2 separate regions of the Arachis hypogaea genome follow, and region 2 is linked to region 1. A link is a contact called in public Hi-C data. All regions are on one chromosome and are shown on one strand. Each heading gives the region's core, a stretch centred on a gene start, on an enhancer-like site or on the middle of the called end of the contact. The rest is flanking DNA. Distances are from core to core; before and after follow the strand shown.

Region 1 (4,010 bases), core at 1,040-3,539:
TAAATTAAAAATATTAGAAACAAAAATCATACTTTTCCCTCGTTAAAATTATAGGTGCTACAATATTTCATGACAAAAATTATAGTTTACTCCAAATGAAAGTAAACCTTTAAGTAACATACAATAATTATTAATTTATTCCTATATTGATTTATTTATCAACAAACTAATATATTTTGAGAGTCAATGATAGTTTATTCTGAATACAATCTAATAATCCTTAGGTATAACAGGATCAAACCTTTGACGATGCTTAGAATCATGTACAATGTGCTTGTTGGCTGTGGTGCAAGCAGGGGACCAACAACAAAAGAGGGATTAACCACAACTAGATCCATTCCATTTTCCTTTGCAAGTTTCCAAGCCTCTTTCTCCCCTATAGTCTTTGCATATGCGTACCACAGCTGCATATTCACAAAATTATTTAAAAATATAAAAGGTAAAATTGTTTAAATATTCAGAACGAAGTATCAAGATTACTCAGGCCAACCTATATATGCTGTTGATTAAAAAAAATGTTATATATGCACACTAAAAATCAGTTACTAAATTAATTATTATATATTTGTATATAAATATTAAATAATTAAATATATGTATTGTTTAATTTAGTACAAATTACTGGAAAAAAAAAAGTTACGATAATGGTAGCAAATGTTACTACGTACGTTGTAGCGTTTGCAGTATTCTATATCAGTCCAATGAGACTCATTAAGAGGAGATACTTGCTGCACATCGTAACGGTATCTTATGGAAGAGCAAGATGAGGTGAGCACAACGCGTTTAACTTTTGCTTTGATGCAGGAATTCAGCACATTCACGGTTCCTTTTATACACGGATCAATTAGAGTTGCCTGCAACATATTTCAAATCTTCAAATGAATTTACAAAAGAATTAAATTGTGCTTCCTAAATTTATAGTAGAGTTTGGTTTGAATATAATACGTTTCCCTAGTTTTATTTTATTCTCACCAACCTTAGAAGTTAAAACAACTTATTTTCCAAGTAACAACGTGACCAAGACATAATAAGTAAGTGCATAATCAGATGAACCCCTTCAACAAAAGGTGAGACAAATAACAACTAACTAATAGAGCAATAATGATTCTTAAATATAATCTAGTTTTTTGGTGTCAAAAACTCCACAAATTAATCGATCTTTTATGATGGAGTTCATTAATTCAATCCACCAACAAATTAATCGGTAATGTTAGGGAAACACAAAAAAGTCAAAACTTATCTTATTTAACATTCATTAATTTTAACAATAATTAATAAATATTAAATGAGACAACTTTTAGCTATTTTTGGTTAATTCTTTTTTTGTTACCAAATATTTCTGCAAATTAAAATAGACTATTAAAACATTGGTATATCCATATTTTGACACCAAAAAGTGGGTTCTTGTATCGTTAATACACCTATTAATTTATATTTTTCATTAAATATTAAGAATAACAACAAATGTGAGATTAATATTTTGCCTTTCCTTCCAGTTTTAGAAATACAAATTTATATATATAAAAAAGTATTTTCTTTTTTAATTTTTGAAAAAATTGTACCAAACCTCTTTTAATGTTCTTTTACACATAGATGATATATTATTGGTTTTTTAGTTTTAGCCATAAAGAACAAAAAGTTGATTAAGCTTAAGGAGATAGAATATTGAAGGAATTGAAGGAGACCTGAACGTTGTTATCATAAGGAACTAGCACTGGAGATGCTGTATGAAAGACACCATCAACCCCTTCCACTGCCTCATCAAAGTTCCCTTCCACCAATAAATCCGCTTTAAAAATCTTTAATCTCTCTTTAGCTCCACTCAATTCCCTTAGAAAGCCAACCTTCTCCACATCATCTGATCAAATATTAAGTAACATATTAGAAATCAAACTATAGCATAAAATAAAAATAAAAAAAGCAAGTGAATCCTTAGAATTAAAAGTGTCACCTGGGTTTCTCACGGTGGTCCTCACAGTGTGACCCTTTTCTAGTAAGGCTTTGATAAGGTAAGCTGCGATGAAACCGGTGCCCCCAGTCACGCAGAATTCAGGCATTTCTCTGTTATCGTTTAATCTGATTTCTTTTCTGTTGTCTTTGTAACTCTTGACTTTTAGCAGCAGTTTGTGATCTTTGTTGGTCTTATGTAGTATCGGATTAGGTCTACCGATCAAGTGAATAGATGAACTCCATAGCCCAACTTTGTGAAGGTTGGAGAGTCACGTGAGTTTCATTCCACTTAGATTCCAATTTGGTTTATGACAGATGTGTCACACCACAACTGTCAGCTAGTTGGTTTAAAAATTAATTCATTATAAATTTAAATTTTATTTAAAATTTGTTATTTGATCAATAAATTACTATATTTATAAGATTGAATTTAAAATTTTAACTTATTTAAATAGAATAATAAATTAATGAATAAAGTAAATTTTTTATTTCTAAAGTTTTTAAAATTTTTTAAAATTATTCCTTACATTTAATTATGTTCAATTTTATTCTTAACGTTTAAAATAAATTTCAATTTTATTTTTGTTAATTTTTTGGTAGTCAACTAATAGTCAAATTATTTTATCCAATTTTACCCTTATTTCCTATCTCAACTCCATCTCTACTCACTCTTAAGTCCTACCTCCATCACTGTCAACAACAACATTCTCTGCACCAAATGCTTTTTCTTTCTCTCTATCTTTTTATATTGTTATATTGTTGAATCAAGTTCCAAATTCATCAATTATAAAAAAATTTTACCCAAAAGGAATGATTCACCCGCCACCGCCCATCATCTCCAACCAACTCTCTTTCTTATTGGCCGCCATCCTCACCCTGCCACTCTCATGCCAGAAGATTGGCAGTTGATGAATCCACATTTGATAATAATTTTTGGCTTGAAATGAGTGGTTTTCATCACATAAACATGCATTTATTCATTTAAATAATATGTTTTTGTGAATTCTCTCTCAATTATACCTAATTGTTAAAAACATGCTTTTTGTGCTCTAAATTATCAAATTAATTCTACTTTTATTCCATTCGATACCTTGATATGTTTAAGTGATTTCAGGATCAATAGGCAAGAATGGCTTTGAAGAGTGGAGAAAAAGCATGCAAAGTAGAAGAATTCATAAAAAAACAAAGGAGAAGGACATTCGGATGCGTGCGTATGCACATAATGGTACGTATGCACAGGTGTGAAGAATTAGCTGGCACTTGTGTGTATGTATAAGTGGGAAAATTGGCAAGTATGCGTACGACACAATAGTGCTTACGCACGGGTCTGAGCGCGTGTCTCATTTAAAAAGTCACGTGCTATGTATTTTGGAGGCCTCTTTTGGCTCAATTTTGATACCCTGAAGCCAATTTTAAGCATACTCTTAGAGAAAAACAAGAACACATTACCATATGATCATTTTACAAATTTTGACTAGATTTTCATAATTTTTTTAGAGAGAGAAACTCTCACTTCTTTCTAGGATTTATTAGAGTTTATACAATTTACACTTTAATTTTGAAATTTAGCTTGTCTCAATTGTAAGTTGTTCTTAATTTTCTCGTCCTTTCATTCCTTTGCACTATACTTAGATTCTTTTTATAATTAAGGTTATTTTGTTGGTATATGCACTTGTGAATTCTTGAGTTTCATATTAATGAATTTGATATTTGAGGTTTATATATGCTTGATTGAATTGTTAGTATTGATCGTTTGGCTATAGTTTTTATTAAATTTTATAATTCACTATGTTTTATTACCATGCCCACTAAGTATTTATTGAAATGCTCATTTTGAATATGGAGTAGATTTTCATTCCTTGGTTTGGGGATTGAAGAACTAGGATACTAGAGTCATTAATGTCCAACATTGAATGGTAGTTTTGGGTTGTTAGTTGATCTTGTTTCCACTAACACTAGCTTTTTATTAAGCTTAATTAGTAAGTTAGATAGAATTTGTGGATTAAGACCAATTATCCATCCATTTGAACAATTGAAATAACTCCCTTTTTGTCATATCC
Region 2 (4,010 bases), core at 603-3,102, 390 kb before region 1:
GGAGCTGAGAAGGAGAAGATGAGAGAAAAGGTGCAGAAGATAATAGGTCATGGTATCAACTGTTTCGTTAACAGACAATTGATTTACAACTTCCCAGAGGAGCTCTTTGCTGATGCTGGAATTTTGGCTATTGAGCATGCTGATTTCGATGGTATTGAGCGTCTGGCTCTGGTAACTGGTGGTGAGATTGCATCAACATTTGACAATCCTGAGTCTGTTAAGCTTGGGCAATGTGACCTTATTGAGGAGATTATGATTGGTGAGGATAAGCTGATTCATTTTTCTGGCGTTGCAATGGGTCAGGCATGTACAATAGTTTTGAGAGGAGCTAGGTACTTCTTACTCTTGTTATTTTAAAGTTCCTGATTGATGTTCATGACCACAAGCCCATAGTAGTTTCTAAACTATATGCATATGAGCAGACATCTGTTTTCTAACAAGAATGAATTTTTTATTTGATTTATGCTCGAACTCTGATATATCTACTTCTATGGCAGCCACCATGTTCTCGATGAGGCTGAGAGGTCATTGCATGATGCCTTGTGTGTGCTGTCTCAGACTGTGAATGACAGCAGGGTGCTGCTTGGAGGTGGATGGCCGGAGATGGTGATGGCAAAGGAAATTGATGAACTGGCCAGGAAAACTCCTGGAAAGAAGTCTCTTGCTATTGAGGCGTTCTCTCGAGCACTCTTGGCTATCCCAACAATCATTGCTGATAATGCTGGTTTGGACAGTGCTGAGTTGATCTCTCAGCTCCGGGCAGAGCACCAGAGCGAGGGATGCACTGCAGGAATTGATGTTATCTCTGGTTCCGTAAGTACTGAAACTAAAATTTTATATACCTGATATTTATTTCCATTAGCACCATTTTTTAATTGCTCATTATATTGTATGATAGCATCATGTCATTCTTTTTCTCTTGGGTCAGTTGCTACAAGATGCACACATGCTAGTATATCTTAGAAATTATTTGACTTGATTGTAAAATTTATAATATCTCCCCTTGTCATTTTATACTGATACGGATAGAATTCTGATTGCCCCAGTTTATATCAATTTGATAGTTTGGTATTAAAACGTGTCACATTTAAATTTCCAGTTGTAAAGAAATATCTATCTTCGGGTATGCTAATTGCGTTAAGATTTTCGCTTTTCAATAACTTATGTATACATAACATGGGTATGAGAGCTGGACCATACCAAAGTTGTATTCGTAGAAAAACATCTGCAGGCTGCTAGCTTGATTTGCATCCTTTTGTATTTCTTATTGGTTAACGTAATTTGATCTATGTTGTATTTCTTGAAGGTTGGAGACATGGCTGCACGCGGAATATGTGAGGCGTTTAAAGTTAAGCAGGCTGTATTGCTATCTGCAACCGAAGCAGCTGAGATGATACTTAGAGTTGATGAGATCATCAGTTGTGCTCCAAGGAGGAGAGAAGACAGAATGTGAAAAATCATCTGAGGATCCAACAGATGCTTGGCATAATACATTACCAATTTTATGACATTCTACGGTTTCGTTTGATTGGGGCTGGTTGTAGGATAGAGAGAAGTGGGGATTACGTGGTGTTGTGTTGAGCCATTACTCAAGTGAAACCATTTACTTCGGGTATCTGCAATTAGGTATCAAACTTGTTGACTTTGTAATTTTGAGTTCCTTGTCTTTTACTTTATCCTTGAAAATTTTAGTCTTCTGTTTATTTTCCTTTAACTTGTCTTATTCATGATATCGTATTAATCATTTATTTTTTGTGCGAAAAAGTTTAGGCTTACTATTAATAACATTGGTGTGGGTTCCTTTTTTGTTTTGGTCAAAGAGTAGGTTTGATGTTTCAAGATGTAGCTTGTCGTAGCTTCCTATGACTTTTGAGGAACCTCAGCGATGCTAAAAAATGAATTCCTGTTCAAGTTTCCTAATATCCATCAACCATTATAATTATAATTAACAAAGCCCTGTTCAAGGAAATTGAGAACCTTTGCTTAGAAGGCCCGAACCAACTGTTCCATGTAACAAACTACAATGTTGTCTTGTTGTATATGAATCAAGCTATTCTAAAGTGAAGAGATTGGTAAAGTAGTAAAATCAGAGGTTAATCACTCTTAAATTAAGATAAAAGTTATAAATTTAATAATTAATTTTTTAATTTATTATTTTATCAATTTTTTCATTTTAAAATGTCTTCTTTCGTAGAATTTATGTAATGAAGCAGAAGTAGAAGCAAGGAGCTGATCTGAGATCATGGTGAATAAGTTTACACAATATGTTGATTACACTAAATACAGATTAAGGTAAGTACATAACTACATATTGTATTATCCTATCATATTAATCAAGGAAAGAGAGGATTTAGCCACCACTGTTAAAGTGAAGTTTGTTAGAAACAATGAACCTTCTTAAATTTGAAAGAGATTTGAATGTATTCAACATTTCTCTATTTACTACTTAGAGAAATTTTAAATTTTAAACTATAAACCTTAAACCTCAAAATTTAAACACTCCTTCCCTTCAATTATATATAAATATACCCAATACTCCCTTTACTATAAATTAAGTGCAATAGAAACAGTAGTAGAATAGAGAAAGACAGTGAAGAAGTGGAGAAGAGAAAGCATTAAATATATTTTTTTGGAGTTTCACCTTGACTAATTGGGATCCGATTCGAATCGTGCAACTAAATGTTGTGGGCGAGTCTCCTAACGAGAATAACTGCATATACAGGACTTCGAACTCGACACCTACTTAAGCTAATCCTGCGTTGCTTATCATGCGGACCAATCCTTGTTGGTAGATCATTAAATGTAATTTTGTAAAGATTTTATTCTATTTAATTTCAACAGTTTTCTATCATTTTCTTTAATTCATCAAACATTTAAATTTTAAAATTATGTGATATCGAAGAGTACACTTTAGTAACAACTAGTATTTTTGCCAATGAATTATAACTCAAATAGCATAGTCTTCTTATACTCACTTAGATTATATGTTCGAGTCTCACTCCAATCTTTGAAAAAAAAATTAGTATTTTTTTTTTATAGATTTTGGCAGAATAAAATTTATAAAATCAAACTATTTTTATAAAAAAATTGTAGGAGACAAAAGTTTTAGTCAGTTAAAAAAATCAGGATCTCTGTAGATAAATAAAATCAAATATTTTTTAGTTATTATTTTCATGTGAAAGAGTTTAATTTTTCATTAAAAATTAATTTTAACATTCATTATCTAAATCTTGAAAGAATTTAATGTTTATATTTTATACTTTTATATTTGATTAGGTGTTAATTCTATTGCACAAATAAAAAAAATTAATTTTTATTCTCATGATTTAAAATATATATATTTTTACTCTTTACATATATAAAAATATAGTTAGATTTTAGTATGAAATAAATTATATTGATAGTTATAAAATTAACTCAATTAATTTTTTTTGAAACAATTGAATCTTAATTCTAATTATTAATCACAACATTAGTATTCTCTCCAAATTATATGTAATAAATATTTGAAAGAAAAGAAGTAAAAATATAAATTAGAAAGATAAATAGTGAAAATTTGAAACTAAATATAAAAACTAAAAAAGTATGTATATAATAATATATTTTTTATATAAAATAATATTATGAGATATTTTTAATTATATTTAAATATAAATTTAATGTATTTTTTATAATTTTATAAATTTGTTTGAATTATTATTTTATTAATTTTATTTTTGGTAGAACTGAAATGTAGAGAAAGATAGAAAATGAGAAAAAATAGAGAGAAAGATAAAGATTAAAGAAGAAGGAGAGAGAGTTTGTTAATTTTGGAAAAAAATTTTTTATTTTATTTTAATTATAAATAAAAAATATTTTGTGACATATTTTAGTTTGTCAAATTATTAATATAAAATATAAATTATAAGTTATATATATAGAGTGAGAAGGGTAGAGAGAAATAGAGAATGAGAGAGAGGTAGATAAGAAGATGGATAAAAAAAGTTTATTAGTTTTGGAAAGAAATATTT

What was found. A called contact is a pair of places that touch in the nucleus more often than the background predicts.
Region 2: a Hi-C map of leaf shows a contact between it and region 1, with 2.3 times the contacts expected there. The contact joins the enhancer-like site here to the promoter of LOC112750576 in region 1. A contact is called at or near these places in 2 of 8 Hi-C or Micro-C datasets (leaf and an unstated tissue).

Annotation. Positions count from the first base shown.
Region 1 is chr15:123,631,280-123,635,289 of arahy.Tifrunner.gnm2.J5K5, reverse strand. It overlaps LOC112750576 (tetraketide alpha-pyrone reductase 2), which reads right to left and starts at 2,289. Exons shown (of 7, transcript XM_072216724.1): 1 at 1,952-2,289; 2 at 1,686-1,858; 3 at 669-854; 4 at 242-404. The coding sequence starts at 2,057.
Region 2 is chr15:124,023,958-124,027,967 of arahy.Tifrunner.gnm2.J5K5, reverse strand. It overlaps LOC112750581 (T-complex protein 1 subunit beta), which reads left to right. Exons shown (of 13, transcript XR_011872213.1): 10 at 1-332; 11 at 498-813; 12 at 1,307-1,626; 13 at 2,195-2,491. Among protein-coding and RNA genes, the nearest start is that of LOC112750581, 6.1 kb to the left of the region's middle. Within about 2 kb of position 1,852, at least 1 of the 3 cell types and tissues checked has open chromatin away from gene starts, as enhancers often do.